Regions from separate parts of the Hordeum vulgare genome. Here region 1 is linked to region 2. The links are chromatin contacts, called in public Hi-C maps. All regions are on one chromosome and are shown on one strand. The core of a region is the stretch at or near the end of the contact, and the rest is flanking DNA. Distances in the headings are between cores, read along the strand shown.

Region 1 (4,014 bases), core at 402-2,901, 190 kb after region 2:
GGCAATGCCGTAGCCGAACAAGGCTGTTTGCTGCAACAATTGGCAGACCCACGCACTGCTGCTACCTGGCAAATCATATATGATTTTTTTTCTTTTAGATCAACACTTGGAGTGATATACAAATATATATACTCTACAAAAGATCGTACTACTGGAAACCAGAACACGGCGCCAGTAGGTTCCAACAATGTTGACGCATGTTTAATCGATTCATTCTGGAGGAAGCACGGTTGGTACGGGGGGAGAATCCCCTGGTGTACTACGGATTAGGGTCGCAATCAGACTGCTGCAGAATGGCTCGTGTCTGACGAGCTCAAACGGGCCACCCACCTTGCTTGCCGTTCCGGCTAGCCTTGGCCAGCTGTCCTGCTCTGCAGTCCCAAACACGAACTCGTGTACTGCGACCAGTTATATTAAAGAAACAGCGGTCTCTAATCAGGTTGCGCGCCCACCACGTGGCCCCAAGCAGGTTGCGCGCCCCTTTTGACGTGCTCTCCGAGAGTGACTATGGACCAGTCGGAGGAAGAAATGCAGAACAGAGACGTGACTTCATAAGTTTTCCCTTCTTTTGTAATGCTACAAGGAGCTCTGTTTAACGACTTGATTGCCAATGCCTGGCTATTTGTTTGTAGCAGTAATACTAATAGACTATCCGAATCGTCTCTGTCAGACTGTCACTCAATTCTGGCGACCAGTAAACGGATACAGATACCCGCTCATTAACTAAAATATCTGTGCCGAAGAGAAGATTTGGATTGAGAAGAGTTGGAACAGAAAAAACGACAGTAATGGATGGAAAAGGACGGGCGGGACGTGGATTGCGTACCTAAGTTGCGCTCGACGGCGTGGGCGTAGGTGCGGTTGCGGTGCGGGCCGTGCTCCGGGTCCGGCGACCGGTAGCAGTCGGCGAAGATGGTGGACTGCAGCGCCGTCACCGAGGCGAACACCACCATCATGCCCGGTCCGGCCACCCACCCCAGCTGCGCCATGCTCCACGCCAGCGACAGCACGCCGGACCCGATCACCGCCGTGATCACGTGCGCCGCCGCCGTCCACTCGTTCCCTTCATTCCAACCCAAAATCCAACGGCAGGGTCACAACACGAGTCACAACACACGGACGACCAAACGCGGAGGCAAAAGGTCCAGAGAAATCGATCGAGTGGATCGGTTTGGTCCGGGCCGGCGGGGTGCTCACCGTTCCTGACGACGTTGGGATGGCGCTTCGGCCCGTCGGAAGAGATGAGAGGGGCCGTGGCGTCGCCTCCCCCTTCGCCGAACGCCATCGTCGGGGGAAATCCCGCTCCCTTCCCTTCCCGGCCGGCCGGCGGCGAGCGCGGAAGGGGAATCGTATCACGGAGACGGACTCGCTGAACTGACTGGAATACTACTTGGCGAATGGTGGCTGGATCGACCAGCTGTTGTTAGAGGAGGCACTGATACGTGGGTGGATCGAGAGGACGAGGAAAAGAGGCTCTGTTGTGACTGGCTCCTCGAGTGTGTAGGCCCGCACGCTGGTGAGGTGAGGTGAGGTGCTACTTGGCGCCGTCTGATTGCGCTGTGGTCAATTCACACAGGAAGGAGGTACAGCGGGGCACTGCGTAATTGCAGGCCACAGATTGTATGAGGACACCGAATTTGGTTTTGAGAATGATACTGCATTGTGCAATCATTGCAGCATGCATGTTTTGTTCTTGGAACAGTCGAGACAGGGATTGGAGCCCGGGTATTCTGGATCTCTCGAGAAGAAACCAGATTTGCCTCACAAAAAGGGCAGAGGGGCAAACTGTTTGGCATCTTCTGAAATACACCATGTGCTCTAATCGTGTCCACGAACATAGATATGAGTGGCATCCATACAATTGTATACCTCAAATGCCCGGACACGTTTTAAACTAAATTTGAACAAACCGTACCATTCTCATGCAAAACAGAGGACTTTCATTTAAACCGTCCCACATTCATGACATTTTTTTGACATGTTTCGTCAATCAAAAGCGGACATGACATTTCTTTAATATTGCAAAAGTTGACATAGTCTATTTCTTCGTTCTCGTCCGTGTTTCAAATCTTTATTGTTCATCTTTGTTGATCATGAGCTCTCTCAGACTGCGCTTGGATCGTCGTTTTGCACCCGTAAAAACCTAGCCTCCTGTAAAAAATACAATAGATTCGAATCTCCTCCTTGGATGATTGTTTTTCAGCCATAATATTTACCCTCGTATGTCCGCTGCACCGTATTTAGCTTGTAGAAAATATACCCCGTCTGCGGTCAGTTTTCCCCACCCCCGTATCCTTTCTTGACCCATCCACTCGCCCACGCCGCTGATGAAAGGACGTGGATGTCGCCTAGAGGGGGGTGAATAGGCGCTTTAATATAATTACGGTTTAGGCTTGAACAAATGCGAAATAAAACTAACGTTTAATTTATCAAGCACAAAACCTACAACAACTAGGCTCACCTATGTGCACCAACAACTTATGCTAAGCAAGATAAACAACTAAGTGATAGCAAGATATATGACAATAAACAATATGGCTATCACAAAGTAAAGTGCATAAGTAAAGGGTTCGGGTAAGAGATAACCGAGGCACGCGGAGACGATGATGTATCCCGAAGTTCACAACCTTGCGGATGCCAATCTCCGTTGGAGCGGTGTGGAGGCACAATCCTCCCCAAGATGCCACTAAGGCCACCGTAATCTCCTCACGCTCTCGCACAATGCAAGATGCCGTGATTCCACTAAGGAACCCTTGAGGGCGGTCACCGAACCCGTACAAATGGCAAACCTTGAGGGCGATCACCGATACCCGTACAAATTGCTCGGGGCAATCTCCACAACCTAATTGGAGACCCCGACGCTTGCCCTGAGCTTTACACCACAAAGTTGAGCTCCGAGACACCACCAAGCTTCTAGGACGCCGAATCATCCACGAAGAACAATATCTAGGGTACTAAGTACCAAAGGTAATAAGCTTCTCAAACTTCACTTCCACATATCACCGTGGAGAACTCAAACGATGCAACTAATGCAATGGCAAGGGCACACGGAGTGCCCAAATCCTTCTATCCCAAATCCCACCAAAGCAACTAATGCCAGGGAGGAAAATGAGAGGAAGAACGAAGAACTCCAAGATCTAGACCTAAGGGGTTCCCCTCACTTAGAGGAGAAAGTGATTGGTGAAAATGTGGATCTAGATCTCCTCTCTCTTTTCCCTCAAGAACTAGCAAGAATCATTGGAGGGATTGAGAGTTAGCAAGCTCAAAGAAGGTCAACAATGGGGGAAGAACACGAGCTAAAGAGATAAGGTTCCATAGGGAAGAAGACCCGCTTTTATAGGTGGGGAAAATCCAACCGTTAAGCCTCACAGCCCGCACAGAGCGGTACTACCGCTCGATAGGTTCACCAACCATGCTGAGGCCAAAAAGTATGCAAAAAACAGTCCGACGGAGCGGTACTACCGCTAGGAAGCGGTAGTAAAAAATTACTACCACTCCGGGGCGGTACTACCTCTCCGGGGGCGGTACTACCGCCACAGGAGCGGTACTACCGCTGGCACCACGAGCGGCTACTACCGCTGGATACTGAAACTGCTGTAACTTTCGCATATGAACTCCGAGTTCAACGAAACCAAGTTTGTTGGAAAGCTAACGACATGGGCTAACGCAATCTTGATAGAAATATCAATAAGAAGCAAGTGAGAAAAGTCCCATAAGAAAATGGTGAGAACCCTTCTTCGAATAAGACCGGTAAAAACTCCCAACATCGAAAACATCATAGAAGATGCATATGGACTCCGTTTTCGATGAACTCGAGCGTGTCATGAAGATGACCATAAGCTCTAAAACTCACAAAGAGAAATACCAAATAAGAACCAAGAAGTATGATGCAAGGATGCAAATGGTTTGAGCTCTCAACGAACGATACGATCAAGCTACTCACTTGAGAGCCCCCCTTGACAGTACGACAATCTATTCTAAAACAGAAAACCTATCAAGGGCAAACCTATACCT
Region 2 (3,762 bases), core at 363-2,862:
TGGGGAAGAGCATGGCTTGATGCTGCAGGAAATAATGTACCTTTTTGCAGAATATTATAACACCAAAATGCATCTCAAGACTAGTGTCCACCAAAACGCATTTACTATCAAATGGTGACATGCGGCCTATATTATTCACCTTATAAGTTACAACAGAACAATTAAACTAGCTTAGGTTCTCATCTCAAGGTCCTCCCAATCAGGGCAGAAATACATGCACTGATTAAACACTTGACTCTATAAAAATTGGATAGCTTGATCATGTGATTATATATTTGGTCCATGCTAGCACATCAGAGCACAGGAGTAGGCAACAGCTTCAACTCTTCATGAACCCGACTGGTACAAGAACAACAACACTTTAAATTACAGAAGCATGAATTCAAATGTTTATTGTTCCAAATTTCTACAAGCAGATTCACCAGCCAGCACCGCAGAACCATTTTGTCGTCTCTTTGTGATATAATTTTCCTTAGACAACGTGCACAACATCATCAACGATCAAATTTCCAGATGCGTGCAAATGGAAAAGTTCCCCTTACTACCCCTACTAAATTGTCAAGTGCAGCTGTCAGTGTTGTTTCATAATGCCTCAGGCAGGCTGTACATAAACTCAACATTTCTTCTTTATGAAAGTCACGTGACTGTTAACTTTTGCACAACAACAAAATATTCTAGTGGTCAATGATCAAGAACTTGTAAAACAACAATAACATGTTCTTCAGATGAGCAGAGTGACATCCAAACACAAGCAAATATAACAGGGCATGAATGAATTACTCATAGGTAGTGTTTACTTCTGGATCAGGGTAATACCTTTAGTGAACCGGCGAGAGGGTGACGTGGCCACCGGCAGGAGGAGGGGACTCTGAAGGCTCCATGCCTCCGAGCGACCATGGCCGATCCACGGAGCTGCGCCGCCGCTACAGCCATGTGGGATTGAGACGGTGAAACAGGACTTTTTATCATTTGCCCCGAAATTGGTGCAACTTTGATGATTTGCCCAAATTGGTGTGCCACCGTTTAAAATGCCCTGAAGTTGATGAGTCAATCAGTGAGTTTCCGGCATATTCTACAAAATGAACTACTCACTTAAATCTAACCCTCCACCATCCCCCACCCCCCGGGTTTTCTTTTCCACAGCCATATTTGGCTTACACCTGAACGGCAGGCACGCGCCAGGAGCTCCAGTCTGTTTAGAGAGATATGCTTACTTTCTCAAATATTTTCTTGTTTTTTGACAAAAAATATTTGATCAAAGGGGAAAAGTAGTTATTCCTTAATTTTAAAAAAAACGCTAAGAATTTTTGTCAGAACATCTATATCGAATAACGAGTTTCTCATCTAGGGTTTCAACGAAGGATTCAACCTATCAAGGGACTCTTTGGAGAGGAAAATATAAGGGAGGGACGGAGCATACCTTGCCGTCGCTGTCGCCTTGGCTGCCGGACTTGGACCGAGGTCGAGCGGGCGTCGGGGTAGGGACCGAAAGAGAGGGAAACGAGAGACGAAGAGGGAGGGTCGGAGGGAGGAGAGATCCCAGGATCTGTTCGCGGCGGTCAGGCCAGGCGCAGTGCGGGGCCTGTGGGCAGACATGGAAATTAGCCAGGGGTGGTATGGTTATTCCAGTCATCCCAAAGGGTTAAAAAGTTTAGAAATTGATCCTCTAGACCAAAATTATCCAAGGAATGTGCCACATGACGGTCGTTAAATTGCGATTCTTCTCTTCTTCCTTGCTCTTCCGTGCCCTCCTCTCCCATCTTTGCCGCGCTTGCTGCTACCTTGTTCGTGCTTTTTCTTTCCTCGTCGATGTTTCCTGACAGCATCTACGACCCGGGACTGGACAAAAAAAAAAATCAATAATTGACGGGTATTTTTCATACTTGACGGATACGAGGACGTCCGGACGCGACCATCAAGTAGGATTGATCGCAAGGGCCTGCATCAATTTGTTTGAAGACGCCAGACCAACCATGTTTCGTTTTTCTTTTCTTCCTTGTCTCCATAGTCACCATCATAGTTTCGTCGATATCGTCCTTAACCCACAACTTCGTCAGTGGAGGCCCTAACCCACACTGTCGCCGACCATGTCACAACCGGTCAACGTTGCCGTCACCGGACTGGGTATGAGGACTTATGCTTATAACCATATATTTGTGTTAGAATCATCATGATCTTAATATGTGCCCTCGAAGACATTCATCGAGATATGCTTACTATGCATTGAAGTGGAGGATATATCCAAATTATGCCTTAACCGACACGCATCTTACGTAAAAAATCAGTTGTCCAATTAAAAACCATATCCGTCGTGCGGGGTTGCCTTGGTAATGAAGATAGCAATATGAGACAATCATTGGGCGTCTAGTGACTACACCTCTTGAATCCCAAGAGATAGGATATGTATGACCGTACTAAACTTTTCGGTCATTGGTGTCAAAATAACACTTCACGACCCCTCTGCCCTTAGGCTCTCTGTAGCTCGTTCTCCATGATCCTAGGTACCTGCAGGGATGAAGAACACGAGACAGGTACGAAGCAACTTTATGTTACATGATTATTTTCTTTGGTGATCCGGAAATGGAGCATAAAGGATTCTCGACTTTTTCCCTAAAGGTGACCAAAAGTTATCAAACCCACCGGAGGAGGATGCCCTTTAAGTTAGAGTCTCAGACAAGCTTTTGTTAAAAAAACAATTACAAGTTTTGACTTAATCGGCATCAAACATTTGAAAGAAAACACTTATAATATAAATAGGCATGGGTATGAGGTTTTAATGCTTATAACCATATATTTCTATCAGGACCAAATATGTTCTTAATTTGTGCGCTGGAAGTCATCCATCGAGATGTGCTTCTTACGAACCGAAGTGGAGGATGTGCCTGAATTACGTCTTGACCGGCATGCGTCCCGCGTCAGGAGTGAGTTATCTAACTGAAAGCCTTATTGTTAAAGCATATTTCTCCATATGTGGTTTGATAATTGATGACAATCCCTATGGACTAATGGTTGCCTTGAGTTATATTCAAAGGATTTGTCCATAGGCACTTCTTGAAGTCCATCTGTTGGTTTCAAGGAGTTTATGTGATGACCAAGTTGGTACTCAAGGTTTTATCCAAAGATTGGTCATAAAGACACAAGGTTGATCAAGACTAAGTCAAGGAGTGAATCAAGTTGATCAACACACAAAACATACAAGATGAACCAAGAGGGATCAAGTGATCCCATGGTATGGTAAGCATTGTCCATTACACTTTATGTGCTAACCCATGGTCTTCGTGAGAGTTCTATGTGGGGCTAGGTGTTTTTTCATGGGCTTGCGTCAAGAGGGAGATATCATACAACCCATGGAGGATGACATCAAGTGGTGATTGTCATCAAGATTGTAGTGTGCAAGTTTAAGTGGAGCATCATGAAGATATCATGCTTGAAGCTTGTCGTCCATTGTGATGACAATGGACTTGCGAAGATGTGCTGAAGAGTGGCTCACACATAGTGAGTATGGGGGAGAAATCATCTAGTCTTCATCGAGCCAATGCAATCAAGAAATGTGGTCCATCTTGAGGAAGTCAAGATCATCATCATTTAGCTCAAGTGGACCATGTGCAAGGTATATGTTTTCCCTTGATAGGTTTTCTATTTTACCGGTCTCACGGTGGCAGTTGGGAGACTGGGCTATAGGATATATGTCGTACTGTCAAGGGGGCTCTCAAGCGAGTAGCTTGACCATATCATTCGTTGAGAGCTCAAACCAGTTGCATC

Evidence for each region. A called contact is a pair of places that touch in the nucleus more often than the background predicts.
Region 1: a contact with region 2 is called in a Hi-C map of leaf, with 4 times the contacts expected there. The contact joins the promoter of LOC123426977 here to the promoter of LOC123426974 in region 2. A contact is called at or near these places in 1 of 6 Hi-C or Micro-C datasets (leaf) and 1 of 1 datasets of contacts at active chromatin or transcription factors (embryo).

What each region holds. Positions count from the first base shown.
Region 1 is chr2H:520,794,474-520,798,487 of MorexV3_pseudomolecules_assembly, forward strand. LOC123426977 (probable amino acid permease 7) reads right to left here and starts at 1,652. Exons shown (of 7, transcript XM_045110897.1): 1 at 1,198-1,652; 2 at 827-1,063; 3 at 1-65. The coding sequence starts at 1,285.
Region 2 is chr2H:520,608,169-520,611,930 of MorexV3_pseudomolecules_assembly, forward strand. It overlaps LOC123426974 (protein FATTY ACID EXPORT 1, chloroplastic-like), which reads right to left and starts at 1,613. Exons shown (of 7, transcript XM_045110895.1): 1 at 1,421-1,613; 2 at 817-1,033. The coding sequence starts at 969.